Regions from separate parts of the Xenopus laevis genome. Here region 1 is linked to region 2. Evidence: chromatin contacts called from public Hi-C data. All regions are on one chromosome and are shown on one strand. Each heading gives the region's core, a stretch centred on a gene start, on an enhancer-like site or on the middle of the called end of the contact. The rest is flanking DNA. Distances are from core to core; before and after follow the strand shown.

What was found. Hi-C and Micro-C count contacts between places; a contact is called where the count stands out from the background.
Region 1: a Hi-C map of the XTC cell line shows a contact between it and region 2, with 3 times the contacts expected there. The contact joins the enhancer-like site here to the promoter of zmynd12.L in region 2. A contact is called at or near these places in 2 of 4 Hi-C or Micro-C datasets (the XL177 cell line and the XTC cell line).

What each region holds. Positions count from the first base shown.
Region 1 is chr7L:98,758,912-98,764,659 of Xenopus_laevis_v10.1, forward strand. It overlaps foxj3.L (forkhead box protein J3), which reads left to right. Exons shown (of 14, transcript XM_018226066.2): 9 at 1,490-1,909; 10 at 2,871-2,981. Among protein-coding and RNA genes, the nearest start is that of efhd2.L, 40 kb to the right of the region's middle. Within about 2 kb of position 4,105, at least 1 of the 7 cell types and tissues checked has an H3K27ac peak or open chromatin away from gene starts, as enhancers often do.
Region 2 is chr7L:98,648,587-98,653,850 of Xenopus_laevis_v10.1, forward strand. zmynd12.L (zinc finger MYND domain-containing protein 12) reads left to right here and starts at 1,769. Exons shown (of 8, transcript XM_018226080.2): 1 at 1,769-2,022; 2 at 3,624-3,765; 3 at 4,889-5,060. The coding sequence starts at 1,913. ppcs.L (phosphopantothenoylcysteine synthetase L homeolog) reads right to left here and starts at 1,746. Exons shown (of 3, transcript NM_001092270.1): 1 at 968-1,746. The coding sequence starts at 1,409.

The DNA of each region.
Region 1 (5,748 bases), core at 2,855-5,354, 110 kb after region 2:
TATCTGTTATTCAACATTTAACCTGTGCCATATAGCCTTTTTTTCAATTTTCGCCATTGCTACACAGCAGTTTGTTTAGATGAACTATAGTAGTGTTTGTGAAGTATACAGATCAGTTTTACCAGTGCAGGGCAACGGTACATGATATTTTCATTACTTTAAAACACTTTAATTTTTTGGTGTTACTGTTCCTTTAATAATGTGCTATGGCAGTGCTGCATGGGCTATGTGGACATTGAGTTAGTCCTTCTATACCGTACAGGCATTGGATGGGTTGTGCAGTGTACTTAAAGGACCAGTAATACCAAACAGTGAAATTTTTTTTTTTACATATTATACTTTATAGCTGCTGATCCTGCACCTACAAACAAATGATTTCTTCGCAAAATATGTCCTATTTTATATGAGAGATGTAGTTCGTTAGGGAGCTGTGAATGGCATTTGACCCACGGCCATATTCCGGTGTTAGAACTAAACCCATTGTATTCTACACAGCTTATCTGTAAAAGTGCATTTTCTGCCCATTGAACTTGAATGGCTGCCTCCATAACTACACACCCACCACCTTATATATGTATACATTTTACTAGTGATTCTCAAGCAGCGGCACAATTATTACCAGTGCAGGCTAGCATTATATTTGAATGTTTCCATCTTTGGTATTACTGCTCTTTTAAGGTGAAGCTTTCTTCTCTACTAGAATGCTTTGTGAACTATGAAATAGCCATATAGACATTATTTGATCACTGTGGATTTTTGGGGGGAGGGGCAGTATTATATATACAAGTGTGGGACCTGTTATCCAGAATAATCCGGACCTGGGGGTTTTCTGGATAAGAGGTATTACTGTAATTTGGATCCTTGAGTCTGCTTAAAAAATGTAAACATTAATTAAACTCAATAGGATTGTTTTGCCTACAATAAGGATTAATTATATCTTAGTTGGGATCAAGTACAAGCTTCTGTTTTATTACAGCGATAAAGGAAATCATTTTTTAACATTTTAATTATTTGATTAAAATGTAGTGTATTGGAGATGGTCATCCCATAATTTGGAGTTTTCCCATACCTTTGTATATGAGAGATTCTTTGTATTTCTTGTATTGGTTGTTGTTTTTTAAATCTGTTTGCTCATTTTATATACCAGTTCATTGTACAGCGTGTTTCGAAAAATGTTGGGGCTTTATAAATAGGGATGGGCGAATTTGACCCCTTTCGTTTCGCCAAAAATTAGCTGCCGGCGAAATTGTTGCACGACGCCATACAAGTATATTGGCGTCATTTTTGCAGTAAAACAAGGCAACAACAATTTGCCGATCCCTATTTATAAATATGGCTAATATTTTTGTTAGGGGGCCAAGATAAGGGCTCATAGTGAGCTTGTGATCGTAGTCATCTAATTGCAGTATTATGTGCTATTTTGTGGTAACAGGATTTAAGAAAGGGAAATAAAATTGTCTTTTTTTTTTTTTTTTCTATTGTGTTCCAGGTTTGATGAACCTGCCTTCAGAGTCCTCCCAGCAGACACATTCTCCTTGCTCCTATCAGCACTCCCCTAGCAGCACAATGAGTTCTCAGCAGCATAGTAGCCAAAATAACCTAACAAATAACCATTCAAGTAACATTGGCACAAGTGTAGGCGACTCCATTGGACAAGTTCACTTATCTCACACTCAGTCACAACATTCACCCCACATACACCACAATGTAGTGCATCATCAGCATCCTCAACATTGTACTCAGCACACATCTCACTGTCATCAACAAAGTCCTCATCAGCCTCAACATCCTCAGCAGCATGCCCAGCACCCTGCCCAACATCAGCACATACAGCATCATCCCAACCATCAGCATCAATCTCTAGCACATCAGACATCTCTAACACAGCAACAAATACCCTGCAGTAATGGTAAGATATTAAACATGCTTGTTATATTCTGTTAAAGCATCTTGTTCTTGGGGGTGTTTTATGTGTAGAGGGAAGGCTTAAAAACAAATAGGATATCCAGAGCTCTGTGTGTGTTTGTTTGTGTGTGTGTGTTTTGGTTTTTTGTTACAGCTTTTCTTTGCTCAATGAAGAATATGTTAATGAAATAGAATGTTTATCATCCTCTTTCTTCACCTGTTTTTTGCTTTTTTTTATCATGTAAACTGTTATCTTCTCTGTTACCTTTCAATATAAAAATCTCCATTTTCTTATGTATTACCTTTTTCTTATTTGCTCCTCCCCTTCTATATATGGTTCTCTCTTTTTGGCTGCCAGGGGTGTAACTATAGAGGAAGCAGACCCCGTGGCTGCAGGGGGGCCCAGGTGGTATAGGGGCCCATGAGGCCCAAATTCGTGTTCAATTTAAATAAATATTGGTTAAACAGGTCAACCTCTTTTGGGGGCCTGAAAAATTATTTCATGTGGTGCCAAGTAACATCACTGTTAGCTGCTTTCTGTACTGCTTTAACATTGTGTTACCTAATTCTCCTTGCCTTTTGATGTCACTTTGTATCCTGTTTTCCTTGTCTGCTCTCTCTTATCTTCCTTTTATTTCACATTATCCTTTGCTTTGTATTTTCCCATGTCTGGGGCTAACATTGTCAGATATTTGTGTGTGTCTGTTTGCATAGAGCTGTATTCTGTATTGTGACTGTGTGTTTCTGGGAGGAAGGAACTACACAGACAACACAGATGTACATTAAAGGAGAAGTAAAATCACTTGGGAGTGCCAAATTGGGTGGCTTTCCAGCGATTCTAGTCACTTAACCTTCTACCATGTCACCATCCTGTTCTCTGCCTCAGGCTTCCCCTGGGCAAGTGGATGTGCAGTACAGAACCTATTTGCCAATTTTTGTACTGCCTATTCACCCAACTTCTTTAGATGCAGGAGATACCTTGGACACGAGAACAAGATGGTGGCACGACACCCTCAAACAGTATTCTGGGCTGATGGCTTTTTTGAAGAAGAGGAGCACCAGTTTGGGGGTAGCAGGTAAGTGACTAGAATCACTGGGAGTGCCCAGCAACCTGGCACCTCTACTGATTTTACATTTCCTTCTCCTTTGCGTTTACTAATATAGCACCAGAAGAAGGATCTACCAAAAAATTTTTAACAAGAAACCCTGAAGAATGGATCCATGGAATAATGTTTTTATATAGCTATTTTTGTCTTGCAGACTTTTTACCTTCATTTTTTTACAGCATGGGCAGGAATCTGTGCCAGCCCTCTCCTCTTTCCTAGGGCTAAATGCACACCCAGACCTGTGTATGTAGTTGCACTGTTTGCAGGACATACTGGAGGATTCCAAAATAGAAGTAAAGCTGGCCATACATGTGAAAAGCGGTTGTCAAATGACCAGATCTTTTGACATCAGGCCCATTTGCTCCCACCAAACACTGACCCCTATGCTGCTGTCTCAGACTGAACTACAAACATAATGATTTTTGAGCCTTTTGTTGCCCTTTAAAGGCACAGATATGTATAGCGCTCTGAGTATATAATAGATTCCTCTAGCACCCTGACATTCCTCCCTTCAACTAAAGATTTCTTTGTTACTTTAAGGCAGGGGTGCCCAGACTTTGTTTTACTGGGATCTACTCTCGACACCTGGTTCCCAGCAGGAGATCTATCTTGATAACGCGCAGCAATTTTTTAATCCACGCCTATTTTTTGTGGCCACATCCCCTGATTACCATGTTCATTTTACAAAATTTGGCAGGTTATGAAAGTTTGAACACACTCCCTTCCCCTCCGTGCTTGCTGCTCTCAGCCCTCCTTCCTCTCTATGTCCGTGTCTGTAGCCTGCCCTCCCTTCCTTCCTTCCCCTCTGTGTCCGTTCTGTTGCAGTCCTCCCTTCCTTCCCCTCTGTGTCCGTTCCTGTAGCAGTCCTCTCTTCCTTCCCCTCTGTGTCCGTTCCTGTAGCAGTCCTCCCTTCCTTCCCCTCTGTGTCTGTTGCAGTCCTCCCTTCCTTCCCTGTCTCCGTGCTTGTTGAAGCCTGCACTCCTTCCCCGTGCCTGCCCTTCATTCCCCTGTGTCCCTTCCCCTCAGCTCAGCCGGCCCTTCTGCACTTCTCTTCTGAGTCGCCCTTCTCCTCTGAGCCGGCACTTCCACTCTGCTTTGAGCCCGCCCTCCTCCTCTGCTTTGAGTCCAGGCAGATGTCTTTTATACTGACGCAGAGCCCCAGGTCGCGGTCTACCAGTTACATGACTGGGATCTACTGGTAGCCCACGATCGACTTCCTGGGCACCCCTGCTTTAAGGAGTAGAGCAGCATCTAGAGCTCCAAAATATTGCACATCATGGCCTTTGTGTTTAAAGACAAATATATATAGAAAGGTTGTTTCTTTTTATAGTTTGCCTAAGCCTTGCTGGCTCATAAACCATATACCGTATATACTCGAGTATAAGCCGATCCGAGTATAAGCCGAGGTACCTAATTTTACCTACAAAAACTGGGAAAACGTATTGACTCTAGTATAAGCCTAGACACAACTACAGCCCTGTCTCCCAGCAGCGCACATTCCGCCAAAAGAGACCCCCCCAGCGATCAACCGGACTTCTTTGCAAAGTTGATGGTGACAGAGAATTGTCAAACGGATTACTGTGTGCATTGTCCCACTGTCCCACTACCATGTGCAGAGGGTGCTGTGTGATATTGTCATCATTGTTAATCCTTCATACAACCAACAGAGGGCGCTGTGTGATATTGTCATCACTGTTAATCCTTCATACAACCAACAGATGGCGCTGTGTGATATTGCCATCACTGTTAATCCTTCATACAACCAACAGAGGGTACTGTGTGATATTGCAATCACTGTTAATCCTTCATACAACCAACAGAGGGCGATGTGTGATATTGCAGTCACTGTTATTCTTTCATATAACCAACAGAGGGCGCACTGCTATTCTTTCATATAACCAACAGAGGGTGCTGTGTGATATTGCAGTCACTGTTATTCTTTCATATAACCAACAGAGGGCGCACTGTTATTCTTTGATTTAACCAACAGAGGGTGCTGTGTGATATTTGCAGTCACTGTTTTTCTTTCATATAACCAACAGAGGGCGCACTGTTATTCTTTGATATAACCAACAGAGGGTGCTGTGTGATATTACAGTCACTGTTATTCTTTGATATAACCTACAGATGGCGCTGTGTGATATTGCAGTCACTGTTATTCTTTCATAAAACCAACAGAGGGCGCACTGTTATTCTTTCATATAACCAACAGAAAGCATTGTGGGATATTGCAGTCTCTCCCCAAGTGAACTGTTGGTATAGGAATGATTAAAAGTGACTGCAATCTCAGCTACTGCCCGCTGACCCGAGTATAAGCCGAGGTAGACTTTTTCAGCACATTTTGGATGCTGAAAAACTCGGCTTATGCACGAATATATATGGTATACATTTTTCACTGTGCTTTAACTGTACTTTCTGCAAGGTTTTCCTTTCTTTAGTGATTAAAGGGGTGCTTCACCTTTAAGTTAACTTTTAGTATTTTATAGAATGGCTAATTCTAAGCGACTTTTTAATTGGCCTTCTTTTTTTAATTTTTTTTTTATAGTTTTTGAATTATTTGTCGCCTTCTGACTTTTTCCAGATTTCAACTGGGGAGTCGCTGACCCCATCTAAAAACAAATGATCTGTAAGGCTACACATTTATTGTTATTGATACTTAATACTCCCCTTTCTATTCAGATCCTCTCCTATTCATATTCCAGTCTCTTATTCATATCAATGCATGGTTGCTAAGGTA
Region 2 (5,264 bases), core at 519-3,018:
GGAAACTCCCAGTGTTAAAATAAAAAATGCAAGAATCATCCTCCCCTTTGTGGCAGAGGTGTATAGTAGTGTAGAGTCCTGCAGCAGGTCGTGTACCCGCGGGTTACCTGCAAAAACCTGTGGGTTGCGGGTTCCAGGTGCGTGTATAGACGCGGGTCGGCGGTTCTGCTGGGTTGGGCCGCGGGTCTTCTCGATTGAGATCTTTACTCCTTTTTTCTGATCACGTCTACTTCTGATGACAGCACTTCCTGATTCTTGATAGTCAGCGGGTCCAGGTTGCGGATACAGGTACTTGCGGGTAAGAATGCGGGTTGCGGGTATGGGTTCCAAAAATGGACCTGTGCAGGACTCTACAGTAGTGATGTGCATGATGACCCAAAACATGTGGGTTGCCCACTGGCTGGGTTTGGGTTGAAATTTGGCCAGCTATTGTGGATTAGGATTGGGTGCGGGTCAGACTGGGAAAGTAACTCTACACGACTTACAAACATTCTCTGTCTTGGAACCAGAGGCACACACAGAAAGAGAGTTAACTGTGAGATGCTTGGGTACAGGTGGGTGCAGGTCCTATAATGGCAATATTTTGTGGGGTTAGGGTTGGGTGCTGGTTGAGTTTTTCCTGACCCTCACATCACTAGTGTACAGTGGTGGAGCAAACAGGAGGCTGAGCGACTGTGCAGGGGATACCATGGCTTATTGCAAACAGAAGTGGGTGGAGGGTTTGGGTGACTAGTATGTATGGTTGACTAGGTGCAAATTATACACCCAGGCCAAAAGGGATTTAGCTAGGTTACTGAAGGGGTAACTATACAGAAATCAGACCCTGCAAATGCTCCAATGGATCACTGACAGCTGAGCTAAGCAGTTGCAATACATGTTTACAAAGAAATCTTTCATTTGCAAAGTTCAGAAGGGTTTTGTACTGGTCCCAAGTAAATTGTAGCTACGTCTCTGCAGCAGAACCCACCTAGCGGGCTGAAAGCCTGAGCTGCCGCCTGCAGGAGGTGCAGATAGTCGGACAGGGTGTTAAACTCCACCGGCAGTAACCGGCCCGACTCCTTCATGCTGCTGTATTCCTGTAGAACGCGGACAATGTCCGGTAACTGCGACTGTTGCACCTGCACCTGATGGCCGGACGCATCCGAGGAAGGCACCAGTCGCAGCGTGTCCAGCCAGTTGTGGGAGGTGTAGCGCCGGCTGTACGGGTACATAGAGCGGTGCCGGTGCAGGAAGATGACCGCGTAACCCGCCCGCAGAAAGTACTCGGCCGAGGCAGATCCCCGCCTGCCGCTACTGAAGTTATCCAAGAAGCGCACAGTGCGTGACTCCAGGGGCACCTTAGTTCCGCCCGATGTTATTAGAACGACCCTTGTGCCCCGGGAGCCGTGATCTCTGGCGAACTCCGCCATGGCCCCAGCCGCCTCCCTTATCCATGCCTGCGGAGGGGCAAAGTCTTGGTGAAGCTTCTGACAAGATTCAGCCATGAATAGGAATGACACGGCCACACAGACGGGTCTGCAAAGGGGACAGGCAGAGGAATTACTAACACCGAGGCGCGCTATTTCCGGGTAGGTAAGCGGGTCGACGTAGCCATATTTGTATTGGGCAACATCTATTGTACTTATTATTAGGGTATCGTGTACATATATATCCAGCATCCTCCCAGCCAGCTGCTGCTAAACTTCAAGCCCCTTTACTGAAAGCTGCGATTGAACATAGCTTAGACATTCCTGATTCTACTTATCAGCCTCCGTCCTGTACGTTTCTGCCTGGCATAGACAACTACGGAAGCCGGAAAGCAAATACATGCATATCGGAGTGCGCATGCGCAATTGGTCTTTGTCGGAGGAGACTCCAGCGTCCATAGCAACGCAAGAACGAAGTGTACGACTTGCTGCTTCTCGCTCAACCCATGGCCGCCGTGAACCCCCTGTCTAACCCTAAAGGTGTCAAACTGCAGTGCGAGCTGTGCAATAGCCCGGCCTATCTCCAGTGCCCTGGCTGCAAAGTCACCTACTATTGGTAAGTCCACCATCAAGTGAAGGCAATGAATGGAGGGGATATGTGCTTTTATTTTGTCATTTGTAGTAGACTGCTTAAAACTAAATGCTGTTTGGTTGCTGTTTGCTATTGCACTTTAGTTGCAATTTAACACCCAAGTTTGTCAATAAGCCCCAGTATCACTTCCCCAGGTACAATTACTGATGCATTTAGAAAGTAGGGATGCACCAAATCCAGGATTCAGTTTTGGGATTCTGCCTTTTTCAGCAGGATTCGGATTCGGCCAAATCCTTGTGCCTGGGCAGGTAGGGAAATCAAATGACTTTTCATCACAAAAGAAGAATTTTTTCCTTTCCTGCCGCTAATTTGCGAATAATCTTTCACCAAGGATTCGGGGATTCGGCCGAATCCCAAATAGTGGATTCGGCGCATCCCTATTAGAAAGTAATATATAAAACAGCCAGATCAGTTCTAAGAGGTTAAAGGGCTTGTTCACCTTTGCATTCACTTTTGGTAGGACGTAGAGAGTGATATTCTGAGACAATTGGTTTTCATTTTTCAAGCTCTATCATTTATGTTTTTTTAAGCTTTTTATTCAGCAGCTTGCAATTTCAGCAATCTGTTGCTATGGTCCAAATTACCCCAGCAACCATGCATTGATTTAAATAAGAGACTGGAATATAAATAGGAGATGACCTGGACAGTAAGATGAGTAATAAAAAGTTGCAATAACAATACATTTCTAGCCATCCAGAGCATTTGCTTTTAGATGGGGTCAGTGACCCCCCCCATTTAAAAACTGGAAAGAATCAGAAGAAGAAGGTAAGTAATTAAATATAAAACATAAATGATGAAGATTACTTGAAAGGTTTCTAAGAACTGCTGCTTCTATAATATACTAAAAATTAAAGGGATACTGTCATGGGAAAAAAAAAAAAATTCAAAATGCATCAGTTAATAGTGCTGCTCCAGCAGAATTCTGCACTGAAATCCATTTCTCAAAAGAGCAAACAGATTTTTTTTTTTCAATTTTGAAATCTGACATGGGGCTAGACATTTTGTCAATTTCCCAGCTGCCCCAAGTCATGTGATTTGTCTGTTAACAAATTGTAACGGACGGTTGAATCGCGGGACCGCATCAACGAACAGATGCGGCCGCGATCCGACGGGATTTCTAGTCCCATCCGATCGAGATCTCGATCGTGGAAGCCCGTTGGGGGGCCCCATACACGGGCCAATAAGCTGCCGACTCGGTCTGTCGGCAGCTTTTATCAGCCCGTGTATGGCCACCTTAACATTGAGTAGGAGAAACAACAGCCTGCCAGAAAGCAGTTCCATCCTAAAGTGCTGGCTCTTTCTGAAAGCACATGACCAGGTAAAATGACCTGAGATTGCTGCCTACACACCAATATTACAACTAAAAAAATACACTTGTTGGTTCAGGAATGAAATTTTATATTGTGAATTATTTGCAGTGTAAACAGTGTGATTTAGAAATAAAAACGACACCATAAAAATCATGACAGAATCCCTTTAACGCAACATGGATGAGTTGTAACGGGTTTGTTTTTATTACAGACTTGCATAACAAAATCAGGTTTATTTGTGAATTTGTTTTCTAGTGATTCTGATCATCAACAGGCTGACTGGGTAAGTGTCCATGAGAAGATATGCCAACTATTGATCCCCCTGCGCATAGCCCATCCATTTGGCAGCTCTGCAGAAGAGAGAGCCCATCATTTGGAGCAGTTATTACAGAGAAAGGTTAGTGCATACAAGAGAGATGTTAGGAACTCAGGAATATAACATGCTGGTACAATATATGAGAGAACAATGATGTAACCTTTTTAGCCATATCATCAAAATTGGAAGATAGGCAATATTCCAGTGCTCTGGTTTAAGCAATGCAGTTAAGAACAGTGACCCAAACAGAGATAAAAATCCTGAGGTTTCTTTGCATAAATCTGCCAGGTGTGTTTGCACCAGAGCCAACACAATGGTTCCAGATGCAAACAGAAGAAGGTGTCTGCCACCATAAGTGCTGAAATTGCCCTGCTGAGTTCAGCTCTATGTGACTCTAGTCTAAACCAACGGAACAACAATGGTTTATTCCAAAAACCATTAAAGCAAAAGGAACTCTGGTCTGGTGCTCCTTTTAGCAAAAAGCTTCACTGACCTGGGGTTCTTCTTACTGAGCACTACCGACTGATACTCTTCTTCTTTTACTTCATCTTCCTTCAATGCCTGCAGCAGACGCATGCACAGTAGAGTAAAAACTTTTTTGTATAAGTTTTGCTTTTTACTATATTGAACATGCACACCCACGAAAAGAAAGAAGATGCAGGAAAAGCATCACTCCATGGTGCTCGTTGAGACGATACAGGGTATCAGGTAAGCCATTAGTGATTTACACTTTCCTAGAAGGAAAGCTATGGAGGCATTTTATTGCCAAAAGATTAGCTGCAATAGTGCAAGCTAGAATGCTATATTTATTCTGTAGAATGTTTTACCATACCTGAGTAAAAAGCTCTAGAAACTCTCTGTTTGTTTAGGATAGCAGCTGCAGTATTAGCTTGGCGTGACATCACTTCCTGCCTGAGTCTCTCCCTGCTCAGGGCTCAGATTACAGCAGAGAAGGGGGGGGGGAGGAGCAAACTGAGCATGCTCATGCCCAGGGCAATGAGGTTTAAGCTGAAGGCAAGAAGTCTGATACAGAAGCCCATGTGTACACAATAGAAGATAAGAAATACAGTGTTTCTTTTGACAGAGGACTCAGAGCTCTATATATATAGAGAACTATTGTATGTGTTCCATTTGTTTGACTGATAAGGTTTATTATTATTATGTTATTATTCTGATAATCAGCTTTGTATATTTTCTTTAACAGAAACATTTGATTGACATTACCTTAAAGGAAGCCCAAAAGCACCTTTATGGGGGATGGCATGCAGATGTAATCCCAGCAGCCATGCATTCCCTTTCTTTCACCATTGATGTGTTTGGATTGGCAACAGTGGAGTTAGTGCCTGCATACCTTATCCTTGCTGAAGCTAACATTGGTAAGTGGATGTATTCTGCATGACAGTGTTGGATTCTGGCTAAAATAGCAATATTCAAGAGATCATTTACAGCTGAATTAGCTGGAGTTTATGAATCCAATAGATTGGGAATGCAGATGGCACAGAGCCAGAGGGAAACCCAGCATAAAGCTATGGCAAGTTAGTATATGGCATTCTCCAGTAGAAGAACTGTTACAAAAAACA